Regions from separate parts of the Zea mays genome. Here region 2 is linked to region 1. A link is a contact called in public Hi-C data. All regions are on one chromosome and are shown on one strand. Each heading gives the region's core, a stretch centred on a gene start, on an enhancer-like site or on the middle of the called end of the contact. The rest is flanking DNA. Distances are from core to core; before and after follow the strand shown. Region 1 holds the start of LOC541754 (myb-related protein 308). Region 2 holds the start of LOC100382585.

What was found. A called contact is a pair of places that touch in the nucleus more often than the background predicts.
Region 2: a contact with region 1 is called in a Hi-C map of bundle sheath, with 3 times the contacts expected there. The contact joins the promoter of LOC100382585 here to the promoter of LOC541754 in region 1. A contact is called at or near these places in 3 of 25 Hi-C or Micro-C datasets (bundle sheath, endosperm and leaf).

What each region holds. Positions count from the first base shown.
Region 1 is chr8:172,366,271-172,371,871 of Zm-B73-REFERENCE-NAM-5.0, forward strand. LOC541754 (myb-related protein 308) reads right to left here and starts at 2,652. Exons shown (of 2, transcript XM_008658794.4): 1 at 2,117-2,652; 2 at 1,345-2,014. The coding sequence starts at 2,379. The coding sequence ends at 1,522.
Region 2 is chr8:172,710,609-172,716,209 of Zm-B73-REFERENCE-NAM-5.0, forward strand. LOC100382585 reads left to right here and starts at 2,290. Exons shown (of 2, transcript NM_001175315.1): 1 at 2,290-2,934. The coding sequence starts at 2,458.

The DNA of each region.
Region 1 (5,601 bases), core at 1,402-3,901:
ACCGGATTCTGAATAACAAGATGGGCGGGGGACCCGTTAACCAACCCTCTCTTTTTTTTCAGGTGCCGCGATGAAAGAGAAAACCCTCACATGGACATGGACCTTCGGGGTACATACATAAATACCCAGCATTCTCTAGTCTGTAAGCACTGTGCGGTACTACTACGTGACACGGACCAAAATGTCAAAGACTTTGAAAAATCGCTGGCGCGAGCGTTGATTAGGCCAAAAAAAAAAGTTTTAAGCCCTGGTACCCATCGATGTGCACGTCGGACACTTACCCGCAACCGCAAGAAACTCTGCTCGTCCACGGTCTGACGAGAGGATAAAGAACTTTTATACTCCGGCGGTTTCCAGGCTGACAGGTGACAAGTGGTACATGGAAAGCTCCAAAGTAAAAGGAAGATCCCGATGGGATGGGGGGTGGCTCATCTCCTTTTCCCTGGGGAAATTTTTCATCCTAGACGCTGAGCTCTAGCCAACAGCTCGGAACGGCGGTTGCGGTTATACTGCGGGCAGAGTGGCCACTTGCACGCGTGTCCATCTCGCTATCTCTGTACAGTACGTGTGAATGCAGCTTCGCTAGGGACAATCCTATGGTTGGAGGGGTTTATTGTTCGTTCCTATTATATCACTACTCGGCCAGTATTAGAAAATGACTGGAAACGTGGAGGATTACATGGAATCCAGCGAGCGGGGCGGCCGCCGGCGCTGATCTTTGTTTGCGCTTTTACTCGTGTTCCCACTGTCGTTTTTACTAGTCGACCTACCTGGGTTGGGTTGGTTGGCTAACTACCACTACGGCACCCACCATGTTCACGCCTTCATCCAATGCTTCTTTCGTTGGCGTCACTCTCACGGTTAAACAGCAACGAAAAAACCCTTTTTTCCCCAGAAAAACAAGGCCATGTCATGTCAGTTTCTGCAAAATTCTCCGTTGCCTAATCCACGTTATAGCTTCGTGCTTTTCGTAGTTCTCCTGGGAGCACCCAGATTTTTTTTAAAAAAAATCGCGTACCTACCAACCAACAGGACGGATTCTCAGGTCTCAGCACTACTACTATATGTCTAAATCCCATCCCATCCCATCCCACCCCATCCAGGGCTTGTTCGGTTAGCTTCCAATCCACATGGATTGAGTGAGATTGGGTGGGTTTAAATCCCAACTAAGTCAAACTCTTTCTTAATTTTTTTCAATCTCATCCAATCCATGGGTAACGGGATTAACCGAACAAGACCCCACATGGGTGACATGGCACGAATGTCACGCCGGGCCGCCCGAATCGAGTGCGCAAGATCACACGGTGCGCCCAAGCGACGAACCGTGCAATTAACCCTAAAAAGGAAAACGGAAATAAGAAATAGATCGGTTTTGAAGCGAGGGGAACACGAGAAATGATGCTATGCTCTCAATCTCTCATCATCCATCCACATCAGTCATCATCTCCATTAGAAACTCTGTTCTGTGGTTGTTTTTACAGGTTTGCTTCTGCCGGCCTACTGTGATCGACGACGCCTGCCTTATATGTACTGGCCCTCCTCGAGCGGCCGGAGAAACCGGAACCCCGCCGCCGCCGGCGAGGGGGACTTGCAGCTACAGGCCTCCCCGCTGCGGACACCGAGGTGGTAGCACAGGCAGATGGTCGTCGTCCGCTGCTGCTGCTGCTGCTGCGACGTGGGCGTCGACGCGGCGGCCGCCGGCGTCTTGGGCGGCGAGCACGGCGGGCCCACGGACAGGTCCAGGTTGAGGTCGGGGCACCGCGGCGCGTGGTCGGCGCTCCCGCCGCCGCTGCTGTGGCCGCCGTCCTCCGACGGCGCCGGGCGCGCGAACAGCACGGTGGGCGGGCGCGCGGGCGACGGGAGGCCGGCGGTGAGGGCGGCGGCGGCGCTCAGCGGGCGGTGCGTCTGCGGGTCGATGCCGCGGGTCAGCAGCTTGCGCTTGATGTGCGTGTTCCAGTAGTTCTTGATCTCGTTGTCCGTGCGCCCCGGCAGCTGCCCCGCGATGAGCGACCACCTGCGCGCGACGGGCCGGCCGACGATGGGAAAATGATTGAGTCGAGGAGGAGGGAAATAATGGTACCGGCGGGCGGGCGGCGAACTGAGACTGAGTGCTTACTTGTTGCCGAGCAGGGCGTGGAGCTTGATGATGACCTCGTCGTCGTCGTCCGTGAAGTTGCCGCGCTTGAGGTCCGGGCGGAGGTAGTTCATCCAGCGAAGCCGGCAGCTCTTGCCGCAGCGGAGGAGGCCGGCGGCCTTGGGCAGCGAGCGCCAGCACCCCTCGCCGTGCGCCTTGATGTAGGCGATCAGGCGCTGGTCCTCTTCCTTGGTCCACGCGCCCTTGTTCGTGTGCGCCTTCTCGCAGCACGGGGACCTGCCCATCCTATGCCTGCCGCTGCTCGCCTTAGGGCGCAGGTGTTTCTTGGCGGCCGCCACTGAGCTCTATCTACTCTAGTCGGTCGATGTTGCCTGGGGCTTCGATTGGTTGTTTATTGTAACAAAGAAGAGGGGAGACGGAAACGGAAGAAGATATGGCAGGCCAGGGAGGGAGGCGCATATATATGGCAGTGGCAGTGCGTGTGCGTGCTAGACTCGCATGCCTTGCCTTGCGCTTGCTTGATCCGCCGGCGCCGGCCCCGCCCGTGTGCCGTGTGCGTTCCTTGCGCTTGCGGCCGATGGGTCGTATGGGTAGCGTGGTGAGTGGCTAAAAAGGCGAGTGTTTCTTTCCAAGGAAATTACACTTTAGATGCGCATTAGTTCATTACCAAATTCAGGGTTCGCTCTATATTTCAGCCACCTTTTAGATGCGCTACTCCTCCTACCGGCCTAGTACGTAGGTAGCAGTGAGGCCAATCTGTCCATCATCCTCGGTGGAGTAGTTTCCTAGGTACGCAACAACTCCTATTACACTTGTACCAGCACTAGCTTCTCTTTTCAAGCTTTACCTCTCCCGCTAGTAGAGATAGATTTTTTTTTTCTTCTTCATCTGGTGGTTAGTGAACCCAGCAGAGCAGCCATAAGCTCGGCGCGGAAGGACCAGTTCATGATGATTCAAGAAGGAAAAAAAAGGCCGACACGAGAAGGCGGGGAATGAGTTTGGTACTTGTTTCCAAAATCTGGTGGAGCAACCGCCACCACCGATTGGCTAGCTACCCCATGAGCTGTTGCATGTGCTCGTAGCGTTTCGTCATGTATGGCTATGGCCTCGTCTCTCCGGTGGTGGACCCGGGAGCCAATAATTTAGTAGTAGGCCTGACCTGATTAGGTAGTTCGCGCGCCAGGAAAGCCGTGTAGATTGAGGAGTTTGATAGCGTTGGTGGGCTCGGATCGCCTAAACCAGAGAGGGCCACGGGCCAGCGTGCGCCTCCGGATCAAAACGAACATGCCCCCCTTTACGTTGGGAACAGCTCTGGGTCCCCGGCACGGCCGCCGGATCCGCCGTCCGATCACCGGCACGTACCAAGATGTTTTGATTATACAGTATACATACCGGCCACAGGGGACCGTTATAAAGTATGGGAACGCTAGTAAACCACAATAATAACTCGAGATCTATATATACACAAAAGGGTTAACGTGTAAGAATCAAAATACTCATCTAGGTTGATGTCGTCGTCTCTCTCACTATACCGCGCGGCGCATCTAATACATCGCTGTCTTTCTTCTCAGCGTGCACGAGACACTAGTGTCACGCCGTTTCATCTCTGCACGTGTAGAAGCTATGGAGGCGCTTTTGCCGTTATTGCGACGTTGACCAACAACAAAATTAAGAAGCATGGGTGAACATGTTGTTGCTGGTGGTACATGAGAATGTACAGACTGCTATTACTATACCTGCCACCAGGTTAAACAAGAGCGACGACAAAGGGTCTCTCGGTCTCAAAGCCTTGAAAATTTTGAAAATGATATTTCTTTCCCCATTAATATTAACACACTTTACCATTTTCCACCGTCCTCATCGCCATATCACACCATTTACCGAGGAAACCCTTTGATTTCAAAACCTCGGCTAAGAAATCTCATCTGACTTTATCGTATGCTTTTTCAAAGTCTATCTTTAAAATCAACCTTTTTTTCTTCTTCGATCTCAGTTCTTGAAGGACTTCGTTAAGAGTAACGAAACCTTGCCCACATGAGACATTCTATTTGCAAGCACTTTGGTGAATATTTTAAAGTCAACATTGAGAAGACAAATCGTACGAAACTGCTTAATAATGCTCGCTTCTACGATTTTAGGAATCAACGTAATCACACCATAGTTCAACATTTGTATATCAAGGATTCCTTCGTAGGAATCTAAGTTATTGTCTACTTCTAGGGCAAAAGGTAAAGACCGAAAGGTAATTTGGTTGATTGATCAATTGTTGGGTGTTCAATTGGTCGTAACCCTTCAAATATATAAGGGAGGGAGGTCTGGACCCGTCCCTAGGCATTCTCCAACATCTCTCGCGGGATTAGAAGGCTAAACGCGCGAGGAGACAGGAGTTTTAACCGCCTGATTTGATATACTCGCGGACCGTCCGCGCCTACGGATAGACCGTCCAGTTCTCAGAGCTAGACCGTCCAACCGTGCTCAGTGCCACAAATTGTGCTCAACATAAACGGTACAAACTGTTTTCCACCCTGTATCTTTCCAACCAACTCACGTGGCAACCATTTCGTAATTAAGTCAAGATCATCCTCTATCTTCTCCAAACGAGATAGCAGCTCTTGTTTCTCCTTGTTTTTCACAACCTTTCATGCTTCTACTCCATCCTTAGAGATACATCCTAATAGAGACCAGGCTGCCATGCCAGACATCGAAAGAATAAAAGTCAATCGGACGCATGTTTTCTACTTCCTTTCATTTTTCACAGACAAGATCCTTGAAGTCTGCTTAGAGGAGTCAGATCTTTTCAAAAGAAAAATACTTATTCCTGATACTACCTACTTGGCTACTTCCATCCCCGGAATCCAACACAATGGGACAGTGGTCCTATCCAACCCTGGCAAGACCTTTGGCTGAGCGTAAAGGAAAATTTTGATGAGATCCTTGTTTAGTCCAACTTAGACGTCTCTACTGTGATATTTTCTTTGGTGCTCGTATTTATAAGTGTGTCCTCGCTCTCATTTTATCCTGAGTATGTCCCTAGATTGAATAACCTATAAAATTACTGTAGTAAAAAGTAAAAACTTATCAGAAGAAATAAATTAAGACAAGATAAGAAACTTATATGCGGGAGTATACACACAAAAAAAATATACTATTCTTCTACACATCGTTACGAGAAACAATGTAGTCTGCAAGGGTAACCACACGCGGCAAGCTGTGGATCGCATAAGGGCATGTAGAGTGGAGAGATATCAAAACGGTTCTCGAAGCATAAGAGACTCTATTATACAATGGAGTATCTATAAATATAGTCTATTAATAAATACGAAATTAAATGCATTTGTACAGCAACAGATCGATAGAACAGACAACAAATTCGTACAGTAGAAAGCGAGACGTCTATTACTACTTGGTTTACGAGCCAGAGACGTCTCTTCACGGAGAGACGACTCTAAGATTTTTTTGCAAATACACCCCTTAAACACCTTAAGAGCCTCCACATTAAACACCAC
Region 2 (5,601 bases), core at 1,040-3,539, 340 kb after region 1:
CTAACTGTTGGAGTACATATGATAATTCACCCTTAAAAAAATTTAGCTCACCTGTAATAACTAATTTTTGGGGAAACTTTTAAAATCTTTCTGAAGTTGGTCGAATAGAAATTATAGATAAGGTGAATAGGTGATGAATGTGGGGGTGGTGGGAGAAGGCCTTCATGTGAGTGCATATGACAGTGCCGGCTTCAATTCAAGCCCATGGGATGGTTCGTGAATCAGGCTGAACTTTTTCAATTAAAATAACACAAATAACGGCTTGATAAGCTTGGATAGGCTTGGCTAAGCTAAGGCTAGATCCATCACTGGGTGCTTTTAGCAATCTTGTCGACTCCTATAAGGCCAGTTATTGCGTTCTAGTTTTTTATTATTATTGCAACGATGCTAGTTAAAGAAAAAGAAACTACACGCCGCTCTGATTGAATGCACCGATCGATTGATTTCCGATTCATATTCGCCACCCATCATCCATGGACCAATCATAAGCTGCACATGAAGGTCCAAGAGCCTAGATATGATCTTATATTGCTCGCTCTCTGTTCTTTTTATTTAACATAGTTTTGTCTCCTAAATTATTGAACAACCATTTATTCCATATCATTTTTTTATATTTATAAATCTATAATAATGGATAGTATGTTTGATTACAAATCTAACTATACCAATTTTATATTGTATTAACTATAAATACTAGTCAAATTATTGATAACAAATTCAAAAACTAATTTTCGGTAGTCGTGTGCGCTTTATAAAAGAGGAATAGTACGCTGAGAAAAAGGGGCATCGATTGCTGCTGCTGCTGCCACCACCTACAGCCTCTCTCTTTCCCGTCTGTTCCCTTCCCTGGAAAACACGGCGGGGCGCCGCCAAATCATGGAGCCGGCGCTATCGTTCGACGCCATGCCGCCACCATGTGAGAGCGTGTACGTCCGCGGCGGCGGACCACCGTTATTAACCGGACACTCAAGGTATAATTGGTAGTAATTGCTACACTGTATCGCAATCAAAAAAATCGGTACACTGTATTAGGGCGGCGACACGCAGGTTCTGTGCATATCTTGCTCACAGATAACGGGCATAACTTAGTCCTTAGCCGTTTGCGTGTCGCGCGGCGCGTAGTAGCCCGTGTGTGGGTGTGGCCGTGCCAAATGGTGGCATGGGCTGGTACGTACGCCGCGCAACTGCACGTCTCCTTCGATCGGCCAGTCAATTCAGGCGGGGTGGGGAGGGACGGCCGGACCATGACGTGCGCGCGCGCGGCAAGTCCAGGTGACCTGCCGAGTGCCGACTCCTTCCGGGGAGGTTGATGTGCGCATAAAGCCTGCGCTTGACGGTGGCAGGCGTGACCGTCCGGTCCAGAATCCAGTCTCCTTCCCTGCTTGCCGAGCCCTCGAGATCGGCTGACTGAGTTGTACCTGTACGTGCGTGCGTGTGGCCAATTGACCTTCAGCGGGGTGCGTCAGGGGGCAGTGATGTGGACTTCGCAGTCTTCGCTTGTGTAGTATAGTCGTAGTTTTATTCCTGTATATTTGCTTGCATGCAGGGGGTGGGGTGGGTGGTGGCTGGCGGTGAGCCGGTGAGAGGCGTGGCCGCGTGTGGCGTGTGCCAGCGAATGAAGATCTTTTGCAACCGTGAATTAGACCGATGCTAACTAACGCCGTAACAATGTTAGCATCAAATATCATATATATATATATATATATATATATATTAAAATATAGATTTGGTCTAATTGTTCGGATACCCGTTTTCATCTCTATTCTAACTAGCATCAAATATCCGATGTGATTGAGATTAAAGTTGAGTAGTACACAGAACCAAACAACAGACAGGCAGACATGATAACTTGGACCTCAACTGGCTTCCTCCACATTCGTCGCGACCTCAATTGGCTTCCTATTACATTTACATCACATTGGATTTTTGTATCTGGTGCACTAGTTTTTGCATCATATAATTAACCCTTGTATTTACACCAACAACACACGTACATTCAAATATCGAATAGTGTCAACAATGAGAGTATGGATTCCCCTACAGTCAGCCGAGGCGTACCAAACGGCGAACCGGAAGCAGCTCCAGTTGTCCGCACACGCCGTGTCTGTCGCGCCAACGTCCGTCAGCAAGGACCAGAGTGGGTGCAGTGAGTCGGCATATTGGTGTTGGGTCTGAGCCTGCGTGCTCCCGTGCGTAAGTGGCTGTCTTAAGTACTAGCGTAGCCGAAAGAGACGGTATGCATTTTGTAAGGAAAACTTAGTATCCTGGAATAGAACTCCTCTGGTTCTCCTATTCTTCTCCTCCTCCTTCCAGGTTGCTAACAGAGTGGTATCAAAGACACCTTTCCTTGGCCGTCCGCCATGGCTTCTCCACCCATCGATTCAGCCCTCACGCTCGCCCTCGAACACCAAACCCGCTCCCTGTTGTCCGAGTTGGACAAACGGTTGTCCGCCATGGATGTCAAGTGGGAATCCCGTGTCGGAGAGCTTGAATCTCAGGTCTCTGCATCCAGCCGCCGCCTGGATTCCGTCACCACCGACCTCCGTGCGGATGTGGAGATCCAGTTCTCCTCAGCCGCCGATCACCTCCACCAGATCGAAGCTGACGTCAAAACTCGCGTCGCCGCCCTCCAATCGACTATGCACGTCTTCGAGCTGTGGCGCCCTCGCGTGGAGGCATCGGTCGAGTCCCTCCACTCCTCCGTCGATTCGATCCGCGCCGAGGTCTCCAAGATGGGGATCCGCTGGTCCACCGACGCCCGTGTGGATGGATCTGGACAACCCGGTCTCCTCGGTGCGCACGGGTCTGGATCCGGAAGGGTCCCTGCTCCTGAAGAACCTCCAGATCGCCCACGTTTTGGGTCCTGCTTCGAGAATTACTACCGGGATAGTGGGCACGTGCACCCCGGTGCCGACGCTCACTACCCGGTCACGGGTATGTGGAGCTCCCCTCACTCGCCCTCATTTTCATTCAACGCTCATTGTGGCCATAGTCAGGGTGATTGGGGTCAGCGTGGCCCACTTAGCCGTCACTGTGGGGGGTTACCTAAATTAAATTTCCCTACGTTTGATGGTACCTACCCTAAGCTCTGGCAAAAGCGTTGCGAAGATTACTTTGAGATGTATGCTACTGAGACTTTTGTCTGGGTTAAGGTCTCCACCATGCACTTTGTGGGTGCTGCGGCTCGATGGTTACAGTCCATTGAACCGCGTCTTCCGTCCATGTCATGGCGCCAATTTTGTCAAGCTATCCATGATAGGTTCGGCAGGGAGCAACACGAACTTGTTATTCGCAAACTCTTCCACATTAAGCAGACCTCCACAGTCCAAGACTATGTTGATCGTTTTTCAGAGTTAGTTGATTTGTTAGTCACATATGAACACACAACAGACCCGTTATACTATACCATGAAATTCATTGATGGGTTGAGGGATGACATCAAATCTGTGATTCTTGTACAACGTCCTGGCGATCTCGATACTGCCTGCTCCTTGGCTTTATTGCAGGAAGCTGGGGACTCGTCTCGGCGTCCGGATCCTGTTCATGGCGATTCATCTTATGCTGGCCGTTCGTCGTGGAAGTCGGCTGTTCCACAGTCTGCTCGCTGGGATCCATCGCGCGGTTTGGCTCCAGAATCCTCCAAAACTCCAACTCAGCCAGCGCCAACAATTGATTCCAAAGTGGCTTCTCTTCGTTCATATCGGCGTGCCAGTGGATTATGCCAGTATTGTGCTGAAAAGTGGAACAAGGGCCATAAATGTTCTCCAACTGTTCAACTACATGCAGTCCAAGAGATGTGGGAACTCTTTGATCATGACCAGTCAGATACTGATCCTGATTTCCAAGATTCATCAGACCAGTTCGCAGTAATGTTGTCCCAGGCAGCCATTTCAACCCCAGCCAAGGCCCAAGCATTCAGACTTCAAGGCTGTTTGCAAGGCGTGGAATTGTTGATGCTTCTTGACTCTGGCAGTTCACATTGTTTTCTGAACACCAACAGCGTTGCGGCAATCACTGGCCTTACTCTTGTGTCGACTCCGCTAATGGTCACCGTAGCCAATGGTGAGGTCCTTACATGCACTTCAGAGCTGGTGGAAGCAGACTGGACTTTACAGGGTGTCCCGTTTCGCACAACATTCAAGTTACTGTCCTTACCTCACTATGACGCAATCCTTGGTATGGATTGGCTACAGCAGTTCAGCCCAATGTTGATAGATTGGAAGAACAAATGGCTGTCTATACCATTTCAAGATCAGCTTATTGTCCTGCGTGATTGTCAGTCATTGGTTCCTGCTGGTTCGTTGTTGGAAATCCGTTCCGTGTCCTCGACATCGACACCACAACATTTATTTTCAGCCACGACTTCTGCTGTTCCTGAGCCGGTTCGTTCCTTGCTGCAACAGTTTGATGCCTTGTTTCAACCTCCTACAACGTTGCCACCGAGCCGTGCATGTGATCACTCCATTCCATTAGTGGATGGTGCTCGCCCAGTTAATATACGACCTTATCGGTTGTCCCCTGCACTGAAGGACGAAGTGGAATCCCAAGTGGCTGAAATGCTTCAAAATGGCATAATTCAAAACAGTTCCAGTGCCTTTTCCTCGCCTGTCCTCATGGTCAAGAAAAAGGACAATTCATGGAGGTTCTGTGTCGATTATAGGCACTTGAATGCCCTCACAGTTAAATCTAAGTACCCAGTTCCCATCATCGATGAATTATTGGATGAACTAGCTGGCGCCTGTTGGTTCTCTATATTGGATTTGCGAGCTGGATTCCATCAAATATTGCTCAAGCCTGGGGAAGAGTACAAAACAGCATTTCAAACCCACACAGGACACTATGAATTCCGGGTCATGGCATTCGGTCTCACTGGGGCGCCTGGCACATTTCAAAAAGCCATGAATCATACTTTGGCTCCTCTTCTTCGTAAATGCACTATTGTGTTCTTTGATGATATTTTAGTCTACAGCCGCTCCCTTCAAGACCACTTCACTCACCTACAACAAGTATTCGAGCTGCTGTCGTCTGATCACTGGAAGATTAAAATGTCTAAGTGCAGTTTCGCTCAGCCCCAAGTAACTTACTTAGGCCACATTATCAGCTCAGCCGGTGTCGCTACCGACCCAGCAAAGATCCAAGCTATTGTGGCATGGCCTGTTCCCAAGTGTGTGAAGGAATTGCGGAGCTTCCTAGGACTCTCTGGATATTACAGAAAATTCATACGGCATTACGGCGTGATCTGCCAACCCCTGACAGCACTGTTAAAAAAGGGCGCTCTGTACGTTTGGACAGCTGATCATGATACTGCATTCTGCACTCTCAAACAAGCGATGTCATCGGCTCCGGTGTTGGCTCTACCAGATTTTAATGTCATATTTCAGATTGAAACTGATGCCAGCGCCAATGGTGTAGGGGCTGTTCTTTCACAGCAAGGTCACCCTCTGGCATTCCTGAGTAAGGCCCTTGGAGTTAAATCTCGTGGTCTCTCGACTTATGAAAAAGAGTATCTAGCTGTCCAACAATGGCGTGCTTACCTTCAACACCAGAAATTCGTGATTATAACTGACCACAAAAGTCTATCACAATTAAATGAGCAACGTC